Regions from separate parts of the Ovis aries genome. Here regions 1 and 3 are each linked to region 2. The links are chromatin contacts, called in public Hi-C maps. All regions are on one chromosome and are shown on one strand. Each heading gives the region's core, a stretch centred on a gene start, on an enhancer-like site or on the middle of the called end of the contact. The rest is flanking DNA. Distances are from core to core; before and after follow the strand shown.

Evidence for each region. A called contact is a pair of places that touch in the nucleus more often than the background predicts.
Region 1: a contact with region 2 is called in a Hi-C map of skin fibroblasts, with 2.6 times the contacts expected there. The contact joins the promoter of SOST here to the enhancer-like site in region 2. A contact is called at or near these places in 4 of 16 Hi-C or Micro-C datasets (hypothalamus, skin fibroblasts and tail adipose tissue).
Region 3: a contact with region 2 is called in a Hi-C map of skin fibroblasts, with 2.6 times the contacts expected there. The contact joins the promoter of CD300LG here to the enhancer-like site in region 2. A contact is called at or near these places in 2 of 16 Hi-C or Micro-C datasets (retroperitoneal adipose tissue and skin fibroblasts).

Annotation. Positions count from the first base shown.
Region 1 is chr11:43,393,926-43,398,211 of ARS-UI_Ramb_v3.0, forward strand. It overlaps SOST (sclerostin), which reads right to left and starts at 2,542. Exons shown (of 2, transcript XM_015098809.3): 1 at 2,274-2,542. The coding sequence starts at 2,490. It overlaps LOC132657351 (a long non-coding RNA gene), which reads left to right. Exons shown (of 2, transcript XR_009595359.1): 2 at 3,428-4,286.
Region 2 is chr11:43,231,936-43,236,534 of ARS-UI_Ramb_v3.0, forward strand. The region is part of intron 1 of LOC121820625 (a long non-coding RNA gene); the gene reads left to right. Among named protein-coding and RNA genes, the nearest start is that of ETV4, 28 kb to the left of the region's middle. Within about 2 kb of position 3,091, at least 2 of the 54 cell types and tissues checked have an H3K27ac peak or open chromatin away from gene starts, as enhancers often do.
Region 3 is chr11:43,475,951-43,480,357 of ARS-UI_Ramb_v3.0, forward strand. CD300LG (CD300 molecule like family member g) reads left to right here and starts at 2,675. Exons shown (of 6, transcript XM_060394919.1): 1 at 2,675-2,758; 2 at 3,645-3,971. The coding sequence starts at 2,716.

The DNA of each region.
Region 1 (4,286 bases), core at 1,292-3,791, 160 kb after region 2:
ACAGTTATTATTCCTCTCCAAGGGGGTCCTCTTCACCAGACTTAAGTCACATCTGTCCCACAGGGCCCCTGGCCTCAGCAGGGTAGTTATTAGCCACACCTTCTGAATGTCTCTGACTTCTCCCAAATTCCTTTTCTAGCTGGTTGGGAGGAGTGACAGGGTGCAGAGGGGATGGAGAAAGGAGTAGGGGTTAATTGACGGTAATAAATCAGAGCAGCTACTGAGGAGGAGAGGGATGGAAGGAGAGGTGGAGAGGGGACTGAAGTCCTTAGACTTGAAAGGAGCCGATGGCAGCACCTCCAACCCCCTCATTATCACTGAGGCCCGGAGAAGGAAAAGCTCCTTCCGGAAAGGCAGAGCTGGTCTCCTGACTCTGCGCCTCTGAGGCCCCTGCACCTCCAGGCTCCCGCAAAGTGGAAGTTGTGTGCCTGGGCACCATGGGATGTTGAGTGGAGGAGTGAGGGGGGCCAAAGGGCTGCCTTTTACTACTTTTACTATCGTTCCTTCCCTATCAGGGGGCTAAGATCTGACTGAAAACCTAAAGCTTCAGTTGCCACAAACACTTACTAAGTACCTGGTGTGTACCAGGCACTGTGCTGGGCGCTGGGCTCATCTCTTCTGTGCTATTCTGTGGACACCCAATGGTGGCATAGACCTGCTCCCTGGGCGGGGGAAGATTGGGCTCTAAGGTCTGGCTTGATGCCTGAAGACACCTTGATCATGTCTCCTACTATGGACTTAGACTGGTAGGAGCTTTTTTAAACAGCTGGTCCTCATGTGAGCACCTGTCCATCCCCAGGGGTCTCATAGGGACAGTTTCAATGTGACACAAAGGGATGAAAAATAGTCCTATGACCAAAACCAGAGAGGAGACAGACAAGGCCAGCCCCCCACACCCCTACCTTGTAGAATAAGCACAGCAGCAGGGTGTGTGGGGGGTTACCTTCCGCCCCCAGCTGGCCTTTTGTTTCTGGTCTGGTTTGGCACCCTTGCCCCTGCTCCTAGGCCCGCAGGGGTGGTGTGTGGGGGCGGCCTGTTTGCCCAGGGAAGGAGGCTTGGGGCTTTCCAAGAATAGTACCCCTAGGTCAAGTGCTTCCTCTGCACAGGGTGACTCCGGAGCACGTGGCTTCCTCTGCACCTGTGGCATTCATGGGAACCCAGAGAGGTGGACATCTTGGGTTCCTTACAGCCCATCCCTTGAGTTTACTTGATCTTCCCTGGGCAGGAGCAGGGGAGAGGCACGGCTCCTCTGGCGTGCCCTCTGCAGAGCCCCCATTCCCAGCTGGTTGGGAGGCAGGGCAGGATGGGATCCCAGGGCCAGGGCTGTGGACTCCTCTCCCACCTGGACTGCGGCCAGAGGGCCTTCCTCTGAAGCATCATTCCGGCCCCCTGCCCCCAGCCATTCCTGCCATCTGCAGAGCCAGCTACGCATGCTGCCCCTCAGGCTTCTCTGTGCAGACCCAGCCAGGGACCCAGGTGGGGTCTCTGCCCTTTCACTAGGGTCAGGCTCCCTCCCAGGAAGGAGGCAAGGCTAGATCTAGGGTGGCGACTCAGGACAGAGGGTGCCACCTGTGTCCATGCCCGGCCCCAAGGATGCTGCTTCCCCTCCAGGGCCCCCACTCAGGTAGCTGCAGCGCCCATTCCTTCAAGGGCCAGCTCACTGGGTAGATCATGGGTGGTGGGGGCTGAAGGGGTGCCCCTCTGGCGTCCCTTTCTCACTGCTTTGCCAGGATTCGTTGTGACTTTTGGCCTCCGACATCCCCTATGTAGTCCCCTTCCAGGGCTGTCTTGTAATTGGATCAAACTAGCTTCAAATCTCAGCTGGCTTAACAAGCCACTTCATCTCTGAAGCCTCCTTGGGAGGAGGACCTTGGGAGTTCCCTGGGGTACGGTCCAGGCATAGTCCATGTAGCGACTGCATCTAGCGGGTGCTCACAGACGTGAAGCTCCCTTGTCTTGTCCCCTCCCCAGTGGGGTCAGCAGTTGGACCCTACTCCTCTCTTCTCAGGAGGGGATTCTTTGAAATCTCCTTTCTGAGCCCCTGAGCCTGTCCCAGAGCTGCACCCACCACCGCAGCCTCCCTCCTGCTCTGCACTTTCACTCCCAGGACCCTGTCAGCCCCACGCCCTCGCACTTGAGTTCTAAGGATACAGCTGACATGGCATCTTTCCCTGGCTTCCTGGCAAAGTTGTCTGTCCACTGGTGCTGGTAACAGTCCCAAAGAGAACCTTCCCAGGACCCTTATGCTAAAAATACTCTCCTGCGTCACATACCTTTGGTCTCAAAGGGGTGGTGGGGAGGTCTCCCTCCGTTCTCCGCCCGGTTCATGGTCTTGTTGTTCTGCTCTGGCAGAGGCTCGGGGTACTCGCCCAGCTCAGGGATGATTTCCGTGGCATCATTCTTGAAGGCCTGCCACCCCTGGCCCTCCACCACGCGGAAGGCTGCATGCACCAGCAGGCAGACGAGACACAGGGCAAGAGAGAGCTGCATAGTGCCAGCTGGAGGAGGGCACTCGGCCTTCCTAGTAGCACAGGCTCCAGTCCCCAGCCTGGACACGTTTGCCTTTTTAAAGCCCCCTCTGCCTCATGCCAGCCAATGAGGACAGGCTGGGGCAGGGCTGGTCCCATGCTTCCCTCAGCCCAGGAGGAGGGAACGGGGTGTGCTCCAGGCAAGCCCTCCCCAAAGACTCCTCCTTGAGCTCAGAAATCTCCCAAATTGCTGCTGGTGCTCCCAGGTGACCAATGGTGAGGGGGGCGTGTGAGGCAAGCCTGCTCTCAGCGCCTCCCACGTGCAGGCGGCTGCAGTTTTCGGATATCAAAACGAGCTCCAGCTCCTCATCTCTACCTCCCTGGGCCCCTCAGGCTTTCTCAAAACAAACTCAGCACTAGCTTAATGAAGCAAACTACAGCTCTGAGTTCTCTGCAGGTCTTAGCCCTGCTGATCCCACCTCTCAGGCCAAGTTCATTTGTCACCCCACCAAAATAAAACGATGGTGTCTATTGGCCCCCACGGACCCAGGCAGAGGCAGAAGGCAGCTTTTTAAGAACTCTCATTGGCCTACATGTGGCTCAGCATCAATTATCCTGACCAAGAAGGCCCCTCTTGTCATCATCCCTCTGGAAGGCAAGAGGGAAATCTGGAGGGTCACAGCAGGGGCTTCTACTTCCGAGGGGGCAGGGATTCTGGTTTCCAGGCCAGGGTGAGAGGTCAACAGGCTCTGGTGATGGAGACAAGGAGGAAACCTCGGCTCAGGCTCCCTGGAGATCTTGTGCTTGGTGACAGGCACTTCTTGGCAGGCTGATGTGCCACGGGCAGTTATTTCCCGGGCCATGCTGTGGGTAGAAGTAGAGAGCACAAAATCCCTTTTCTTAGCAAAAGTGGAAGCCAGCATTTTTAGTGCTGACATTTTTTTTTTCTTGTTTCCCAGACCATTACATTTTTCAAAACCCGCTTTGAGTCCTGTGTGGAAAACCTTATTGGTGCAGAGCATGGGATGGATGCATTCGGTGAAGCAGTACCAGGTCCAGCTAGCCACAGAGAGCTCAGAAGGAATCGCTACCTTTCCCTGGTGGCTCAGGTCGCCCACAATGCTGGTGACCTGGGTTCTATCTCTGGGTTGGAAAGATCCCCTGGAGAAAGGTATGGCAACCCACTCCAGTATTCTTGCCTGGAGAGTCCCATGGACAGAGGAGCCTGGCAGGCTATAGTCCATAACGTTGCAAAGAGTTGGACATGACTGAGTGATTGAGCACACAAACACACCCTGGAAAACAAAGAGGGCCCAGGGAGGGGGAGGAAGATTCACACCTGAGGTGCAGGAAAAGAAAGGCGCACCCGCGGAAGCGTTCGTGGCAGACGGATTGTTTGAGGAGGCACACTCGCTCCAGGCCTCGAAGGAGGCTGGGAAGTGGACTGTGGTATTTGGTATTTTCACTGGGCAATGAATCAGCACACCCCACCTGCACACCCCACACTCTGCCACCTGCCTCGACTTGTAAGTCACTGTGTCCATCTGCGGCCGTCTGTCCCTCCTTTCCATCATCCATCACTCAACACATAAATGCAGCTGCTCTGACAGTTTTACAAGCCAGACAGAAGCCCCTGCAGGAAGGGCCCCCTCTGATACCTGCTTCCCAAGTCAGTTTCCTTCAGGGCAGACGAAAACAGCTGTGGCCATTGTTGCGGGTGATCTATCTCTCCCAACAGAGCTGGCCGTGTTGTGAGAAGGGGGCCCTCCGAACCCTCTCCCCTTGTCTGTGACCTTCCAGCCTCCTTTTCCCTGACTC
Region 2 (4,599 bases), core at 1,841-4,340:
TGGAGTGAGTTGCCCTTTCCTTCTTCAGGGGATCTTCCCAACCCAGGAATCAAACCTGGGTCTCCCACATTGCGGGCAGATGCTTTACCATCTGAGCCACAAGGGAAGCCCATGTAGATAAGCCAGGCAAGAACACTGGAGTGGGTTGCCATTTCCTTCTCCAATGCATGAAAGTGAAAAGTGAAAGTGAAGTCTCTCAGTCGTGTCTGACTCAGCGACCCCATGGACTGCAGCCTACCAGGCTCCTCCGTCCATGGGATTTTCCAGGCAAGAGTACTGGAGTGGGGTGCCATCGCCTTCTCTGAGAAAGGCAGATAGTAAATACTTCAAGCTTCGTGGACCATAAGGTCTGTGTCACAGCTACTCTGGAAGCAGTCATAGATCTAAATGAATGTGTATGTCTGTGTTCCAATAAAACTTTACTTAGCAACACTGAAATTTAAGTATCTTATGATTTTCGTGTGCCACAAAATATCATTTTTTTGCTTAACCACTTAAAAATGTGAGGATAGTTCTTAGCTTGTGAGCTGTACACAGACAGGTGGGAGTGGGTACTGGGTTTGGCCAGGCTGTAGTTTGCTGAGCCCTTGTCTAGAGGAGGGAGTGAGTTGGAGCAGGGCCTGGCACATAGCAAGTGCTCAAGAAAGTTCAGCTATTGCTGCTCTCACCCCCACTGTACAGTGAGATAGCAGAGGTGTGGAGAAGTGAAGTGGCTTCCCAGAGTCGGGAAGTTAGTGGCAGAGCTGAAACTCTGACCCAGATCTGAGTTCACATTCAAAGGGATGGTCTTAAATCCACTTTGAAAAATGTTCAAGGAAGGAAGAGTCTGCTGGTGTCTTTTCCAGGGCCCCCTTGTTTTTGCTTAAAAATAGTATTTGTTTGTTTTTGGCTGTGCTGGGTCTTTGATATTACTCGAGGACTTCCTCTAGTTTCCATGAGCAACTCTCTAGGCACTGTGCTTGGGCTTCCTGTTGCGGTGGCTTTTCCTGTTGCAGAGCATGGGTTCTAGGTGCACAGGCTCAGTAGTTGCGGTGCATGTGTTTAATTGCCCCATGACATGTGGAATCTCTCCAGACCAGGGATCAAGCTTGTATCCTCTGCATCGGCAGGTGGATTCTGAACCACTGGACCACCAGGAAAGCCCAGGGCCCACCTCTAGCAGCAAGAAGTCTGGCGTCAGTCTGGGTGGCTAGTTTCACCTGATGAATCAGAGGACTCCTTGCATCCATGGAGTGCATTTTTACCCTTCAAAGCCCTTGGTCATCCTTTATCTAAAAGGCATGACAAATGCTACTTTACACTTCTGATTCCTAATCTTTTTTTTTTTTTTTTGTCCTATGGCATCAATGTGATTAATTTTTTCATTCTGTGGATGCCATTACGGACATCAGAGTGAACTTCTGATTCCATTTACATAAGGTTAAAAACCAGTGGTTGGGGAGAGGGATAAATTGGGAGATTAGGATTGACATATACACGCTGCTGCTGCTGCTGCTGCTAAGTTCCTTCAGTTGTGTCTGACTCTGTGCAACCCCATAGACAGCAGCCCACCAGGCTCCCCCATCCCTGGGATTCTCCAGGCAAGAACACTGGAGTGGGTTGCCATTGCCTTCTCTGATATACACACTACTATATATAAAATAGATAACTAATAAGAACCTATTGTATAGCACAGGAAACTCTACTCAATACTCTGTAATGACCTATATAGGAATAGGATCTAAAAAAGAGTAGATATATGTATAACAAAAAGTTCAAAACCAGGCAACACTTTTAGAAGCTAGGAGAGTGGTTCCTGGGGCAGAAGGCATGTGGGGGCATCTGGGGTTCAGGAAATGCTCCACCTCTTGTTCTGAGAATGGTCTTTGTGAAAAGGCATCGAACCTACGCTTATGATCTGCGCATGTTTCTGGGCATATGTTTTACTCTGATAAACTGCACAAAAAATAGCTCCAAAAGCATCCTGGGAAAAAGAGTGAACTTTTCATGAGTCTAGTTGTGGGAACAGGACGGCATTGCTGATGTCACCCAAGCCTTATTGCTCTGCTGGGCAGCGAAGGACCCAGTTTTGGATGAGACCTGGAGTTCACCAGCCCATATGCACCTTAACATATAAGCTAGTCTTGTTTCTCTGGAGCACAGAAAATGTGTGAGTATATATGTGAAAGTGTGTAGTGTGTGTGCAAGTGTGGATGGGTGTGATTGTGCTTGTATGTGAGAAGTATGTGTGTATGTGTGACCATCACCTTAAAACAGGCCCCAGAAACTTCCTTCTCCCTTTTGAGTTTGGATGTGGGACCTAGCAGGGGCATGTGTCCACACATGTGTAGCGTGTGCCATACGTGGAGGTTCTGGGACTCCTCTCCCTGGTGCGAGTACTTGGCACACACCCACTGCTATTCCTCCTATAAATAGCCTTTATGTGTTTTTGTAATGCACAGATATGGTAATGCTGCAGATTTATGCAGAGAAAATGGCTTCTGGTAACTGGCTGACCCTTTGTAGCCACTGCTCATTTGGGTGGATCTTGGGCCCTCTATTTATTTCTGGAGGGTTTGCTGGAATTCTCTCTGAAGTGTGCCAAGCTTCCTGCCTAGGAAAAGAAATTGATTTGACTTATTTAATTCAGATGATTACATTCTCTCATTCACAGAGAGCAAACTCTGATTTTTGCATTGCAGGACCCTGAAGGAGAGAGGGTAGGATGGAGAAGATTGAAACATGGTGATTCCAGCTAGAGCTAGAAAAGAACCTACCTCCCTTGGAAGGAGTTTCCCACACTTGGACCTGAAAGATTGGTCTTTTCAGACCTTAGACTGAGGTCCCCTAGTTTCAGCCTTTAGCAGCAGACCCCGCCCACTGAGCTCCGCCCCTGCTTACATCTCTGCCTCCCTTGAGTTTGACTCTTCTAGTTCTAAGAGCACGCCATGCCCCGGCATGTTTCTCTATTGCCTGGAACATCCTCCTTCACTCTCAGCCCACTGGGTGAACCCTGATTTGTTCTTAACTCAGTTCAGACGTGGTGTTTTATGAGAGGTTTTTCTGTCTCCCCTCCCTTGCAAATATGTCGATTCTGGTGCTTACCACACACAGCTATAATTCTTTGCACATGTGTTTTTCTCCCACATTTGGCCACGAGTTTCTCCTGGGTAGAGACTGTGTGTCTTGTTCATCCCTGAATCACCGGATCTCAGGGCAATGGTGGCCGCAGAGGAGATGCTGGGTGAATAGAAGCTTCCTGAATGAGCACACAAGTGGGGATGGGGTGGGGTGCTGTTGGTGGATGCAGGGGGGTGGCAGTGGGACAAAATCCATAGACCTCAAATGCAAACACACAGATGTGTACATGGCTCCTCACCATGCCACCCCTCCTATGCTAAAGAGTATTCACCCCAGCCAGGGACTTCCCTGGTGGTCTAGTGGTTAGGACTGTGCACTTCCACTGCAGGGGACGTGGGTTCCATCCCTGGTTGGGGAACCAAGCTCCCACACGGTGGGCAGCATGGTCAAGAAATAAAAATAAATAAATAAATAAATAAAGAATATTCACCCGGGCAAGTACAAGTTCCCGACCCCTCGCTCACTGGGTTGAATTGTGTCAGTCAATTCTTGTTTTACACCCCTTGGCACTTGGTTTTCAGAAGGATTCTGGGTGGCAGTGACTGTCCTTTCAGACAAGGTCAACTTGCATCTCAAATGGCCCAAGATGAGGGTGAAACATGGGACAGAAGGGGCATTCTGATGTTCGACCAAGACCAGGTCGGGAGGACTTGGTGATTTGGGAGGCTGGCCGGAATCAGGCCGCTCTGCACACAGTCACAGGCTTCACAGGGGTGGGAAAGCTTGTAGGGAAAAGGGTTAGATCGGTGATCCAGAAGAGAGAAGGATCAAAGGCTGCCCAGAGAGATGCTATCTCTCCATGGATGAATGTCCCCATAGGCATTGGCTACACCTCTGCACTCAAGCGCTTGCTTGCCACGGAAGTTCTAGTGAGAACACATACGAGCGCTTGGTGTGGAAAATGCATGAACGAAAGGATGAAAGAATTCATTGTCTGAATTGAGCACGTGATTTTATATCCTTGGGACTCCTGTTTCCTCACCTGGAAGTTGAGGGTGTGGAAGCCTTTCTGCTCCTGCTCCTGCCCGGCTTCCCTCTGTGTTGATTAGTGGCATGTGCGCTGCCCAGACATAAATAATCCTATACCAACACTCAATATTAATTTTGCCTTCTCCCTCTTGGTATCCTCTTGGGCTCTCAGCATAGGAGAATGGAGACTCTGGAGGCAGACAAGGGATGGTGTCCATGTCTGAGCTTGCCACTAAACTAATTGTGTGATGTAAGGCAGATTCTTTTATCTTTATTTTTTACTTTTTGGTTACACTGCATGGCACGTGGGGTCTTAGTTCCCTGACCAGGGATTGAACTTGAGCCCTCTGCAGTGGAAGCTCAGTCTTAACTGCTGGACCACCAGGGAAGTCCCAGGGCAGGTTCTTTTAGAACCTGGTTGTCCTGATCCTTTAGAGATGTGAGCGTGAAGTGAGATAATACACTCAAAAAGGTTTCGCAACCTGTCAGTGTTACTAGGACGGTGTTCTT
Region 3 (4,407 bases), core at 1,425-3,924, 240 kb after region 2:
CGTTGCTTCGTGCAGGCTTTCTCTAGTTACAGCAAGTGGGGGCTACTCTCTAGTTGCCGTGGTCCGGCTTCTTACGGTGGTGGCTTCTCTTGTTGAAGAGCACGGGCTCTAGGGTGTACGGGATTCAGTGGTTGCAGCAGGCAGGCTCAGTACTTGCACCCTGCAGGCTTTAGACCCCGGGCTCAGTAGTTGTGGTACTCGGGCTTAGTTGCCCCACGGCATGTGGATCTTCCCAGACCATGGATCGAACGCATGTGCCCTGCATTGGTAGGCAGATTCTTAACCACTGGACCACCAGAGAAGTCCTGCAGGATCTATTTCTAACAGAGTTGTCAGACCTCCCTCTTTCCTGGCTAAGGGTGGAGATGGTGGGGTGGACGGGAAGGACATCATAATACATATGAAGGGAATAGGGGGGCGCACAGGAGATGCCACTCCTCCATAAAAAAAAATTTTGGCACACTGCCTTTACTCTCCCAAAATATCATAAATAACATGCTTTCTCACACACCTAATTTTTAAAAATGACAGTATAATGCCTGGGCTGTAATAGAAGGGGAAAAAAATCAAAGGAAAACAATTTGTAGCCAAGTAACACATATTTCAAAGTACTGAGTTCCCTGGTGGCTCAGATGGTAAAGCGTCTGTCTATAATGCAGGAGACTCGGGTTCAATCCCTGGGTCAGGAAGATCTCCTGGAGAAGGAAATGGCAACCTACTCCAGTATTCTTGCCTGGAAAACCCCATGGACAGAGGAGTTTGGTAGGCTACAGTCCATGGGGTTGCAAAGAGTTGGACACGAATGAGCGACTTCACTTCACTTTTTTCAAAGTGTTGATGCTGAGGCCCCATGACACTGGAATAACACAATCAAGTGTCAGATGCTTGCCCCTGCTTAAAAGAAATGAGTTAGGATTTAAGGAAAACAAGATCAGAAATTATTCTGTGTAAGGACCACCCCCAAAAAAGAGCTGATACACTATTAAACACTAGAATTAAAATTATTTTGATCTGTGTTTTTAAAACTGTGATTACCTTTCGTAGTCTGAGACCATAACAGAATTCTTACCCTTTTGAACTCCTGTCCCTGCCCATTAAATGTCAGCAGCTCCCCCCACAATGTTGTGAAATTAAAACATATCTCCTAATTGACACAACACTGTAATTCAACTATTTTGTTGTTGCTTAGTCAGTAAGTTGTGGTCCAACTCTTTTGAGAGCCCATGGACTATAGCCCCCCAGGTTCCTCTGTCCACAGAATTTCCCAGGCAAGGGTACTGCAGTGAGTTGCCATTTCCTTTTTCAGGGGATCTTCCCAAACCCAAGAACCCATTGGCAGGCAGATTCTTTACCACTGAGCCACCAGGGAAGACCCCAAATCAACTATACTTCAGTGAAAAATAAAAGAAAATAAAACGTAATTCCCACATCACCAGAATCACACACACATACAATCTCCTTTCCCAGAACCACTGAGTTAATTGATGCTTCAAGTATTAGCCCAGCAAGTGGGTAAAAGTTCCACCTGTACATATGGAAATACATATGCTAAAACATTAACAGTGGTTTTCTAAGGAAAGAGGGAAATAACAAACACTCTCATTCTTCTCTCTCTCTCTCTCTCTCTCTTTTTCTTTTTAACATTTCTGCATTATGTAAAATTTTGCTTAGAACGTGTATGACTTTGGAGTCAGAAAAAACAACCGACAGAGCTCTTTGGGGAAAACGATATGCCAGGACACCCTCCAGCGTGTGTGTTTGTTTTGTTCCCTTTCAAGGATTCGGTTCCACCGTGGGAAACCTCTAGCTCACTTTTTAAAAGGCCAAGAGAACCCAGTGCTCCTGGGGAGCCCAGCCTTTCTGCGTGGCCTGCAGGTGGCTCCAAGTACCCGGCTCCGCCCAGCCGGACAGCTTCCCTCACCTCCGTCTGCACCGCCGCCTAGTGGCCTAGGGCGATACTGCGCCCTTCGGGGAGTGATGGGGACAAGGGGCAGCTGGCTGAAGCTTATGCACCACGTCTGAGAATAATGGTCTTTTAAACGTATAAGACAAAATATACGTTTAAAAGAAAACCAATAATATTGAAGAGGTTATTAAAATATTTATAATTATGTAACGCTATAATAAATATGCTTTTTCATTAGCACTTTAAATAACTTACTGTAGTGGCAGGTCCAATAACTAAGTGGGGAGGTGCACAGACAGTATTTCACGCTATCGGTGACAAGTTGAAGTGCTAGTGTCATGACTTTTAATTGGCGACAGAATCCCCATGGACAGAGGAGCCTGGCGGGCTACAGTCCATGGAGTCGCAAAGAGTTGGACACGACTGAGCGACTAAGCGCAGCACAGCACGGCAAACACGACTCCTAAGAAAAAGATAAATGTTACTTCAAGGTTAGTGGAAGTAAGGATGTACTATTTTCCCACCCAGATTCAGGGACTCCCTGAATTCTACACACAGGCCCTCTGGAGTTAGGATCTCCTGCGGGAGTTTGGGAGAAGCGCTCCGTGGGTTTTCAGGGTGGGGTCTGCGCGTGCTGAGGGGCAGTAGAGGGAACAGCGGAGGCGCCTCCTCCGCCTCCAGGACCCGCACGGCCCCTCCCCTCCCTTCCTGGTCTCCATCTGCTTCTGGAGGAAGTTAAAGCCCCGTGTAGCCAAAAGAGGAGCTCCCAGTTGCCCAGCTGTGCGCTCCCGAGTGGCCCGGCGCTCACCATGCGGCCCCTCCTCATGCTATGGGGCTGCCTCGTGCTCCCAGGTGAGATGGGGACGAGGGTGGAGGGATGTGGGGCTCATCCCCAAGCTCGCCCCCTGTGTCTGCTAGAGGGACCTCCTGAATCTACATTCGCTGGGGCTGTGACGCAGCCCCGCCGCCTGATCCATCCAGGCTTCGCCCCACCCTACTCCTCGTGCTCAACCCTCAGAGGGGCCACTTGCTGTTCGTGGAACCGAGAGCCAGGTCTCCCCCCAGACCTGAGGGTCCTGGACCCCTCATGGCTAAATGGCTGTGAGCGAAGCTTTGCCTCTTTTGTCTTCATTTCCTGACTCGGTGCCAGCCAGGGAGCTGAGAAGACACCCCTTATACTAAACTCAGCAAATATTTCTTGAACTTCTGCTGCAGCGCTCACAACAACCCTGAGAGATGAAGAATTATTACATTTCATCAATTCACAAGCCTGCTTTTTTTTAAATTTTTAAACATAAAATTTAGGATGTATCTTATAACTGATGTCAGTCCCATTGACTTTTTTTTAATGTTATGTGAAATCATGGCAGCTCTTACATATGATAACATCTTAATTCAGTGACATAGGACATGTTATCTATAGGTAATAGAAAACTTGGGAACTTAGAGAAACTTAGAGGGGTCAAGCAGTTTTCCCAGGATCACACAGCTACTAAGCAGCTGTGCTGGGATTCAAACTCCCGGCTGTCTAAATCTAGAGTTTCCCCATCACTAGCCTTCAATACACCAGGTTTAGGGAAACACTAACAGCCCTGCCCCAAGGTCCCTCGGTGGCAGAGTGGAATACCAGCTCTTACCAGGGTTGCCCCAAGAAGGGAGTGACTGAGGAACACCTTCTGGTCTTGACCTTGGAGCTCAAATCAGGGAATTCCCGTCTTCTCATGTGCTGTGGTTTCAGGTTACGGATCGGTGGTGGACCCAAAGGAGATCAGTGGCTTCGAAGGTGACACTGTGTCCCTGCAATGCACCTACGGGGAGGAGCTAAAGAAGCACCAGAAATACTGGTGCCGCGAGGCCGGGCTCTTCATCTCCCGCTGCACTGGGACTGTCTTCTCTGGAGAATACGGCCAGGAGGGAAGGGTGTCGGTCCACGACAACCCGCGGGAGAACAGGTTCACGGTCATCCTGAGGAACCTCACCCTGAAGGACACGGGGAAGTACTGGTGTGGGGTCAAAAAACTGGGCTTCGATAAGACTATGTCAGTCTCTCTGCTTGTCTTTCCAGGTAACACACATCCCTCCTTCCCTGGGAGGGATTCAGGGTCATGGAGTTGGGGGCAGGGGAATTGCACCTCCCAACAGAGGACTTCCCTGGTGGCTCAGAGGTTAAAGCGTCTGCCTGCAATGCCGGAGACGTGGGTTCAATCCCTGGGTCGGGAAGTTCCCCTGGAGAAGGAAATAGCAACCCACTCCAGTATTCTTGCCTAGAGAATCCCAAAGATGGAGGAGCCCGGTGGGCTACAGTTCACGGGGTTGCAAAGAGTCGGACACGACTGAGCGACTTCACTTCACTTCACAATAGAGAACAGACTGCAACACAAGAGGGGTGTTCCTGAGGTGTGACCTGCTTGTTCAATACAGTTTCTTTCTTTCTTTTTTTTGGCTATGCTGGGTCTTTAGCGCTTTCTCTAGTTGCAGTGAGCAAGGGCTACATTTTGTTG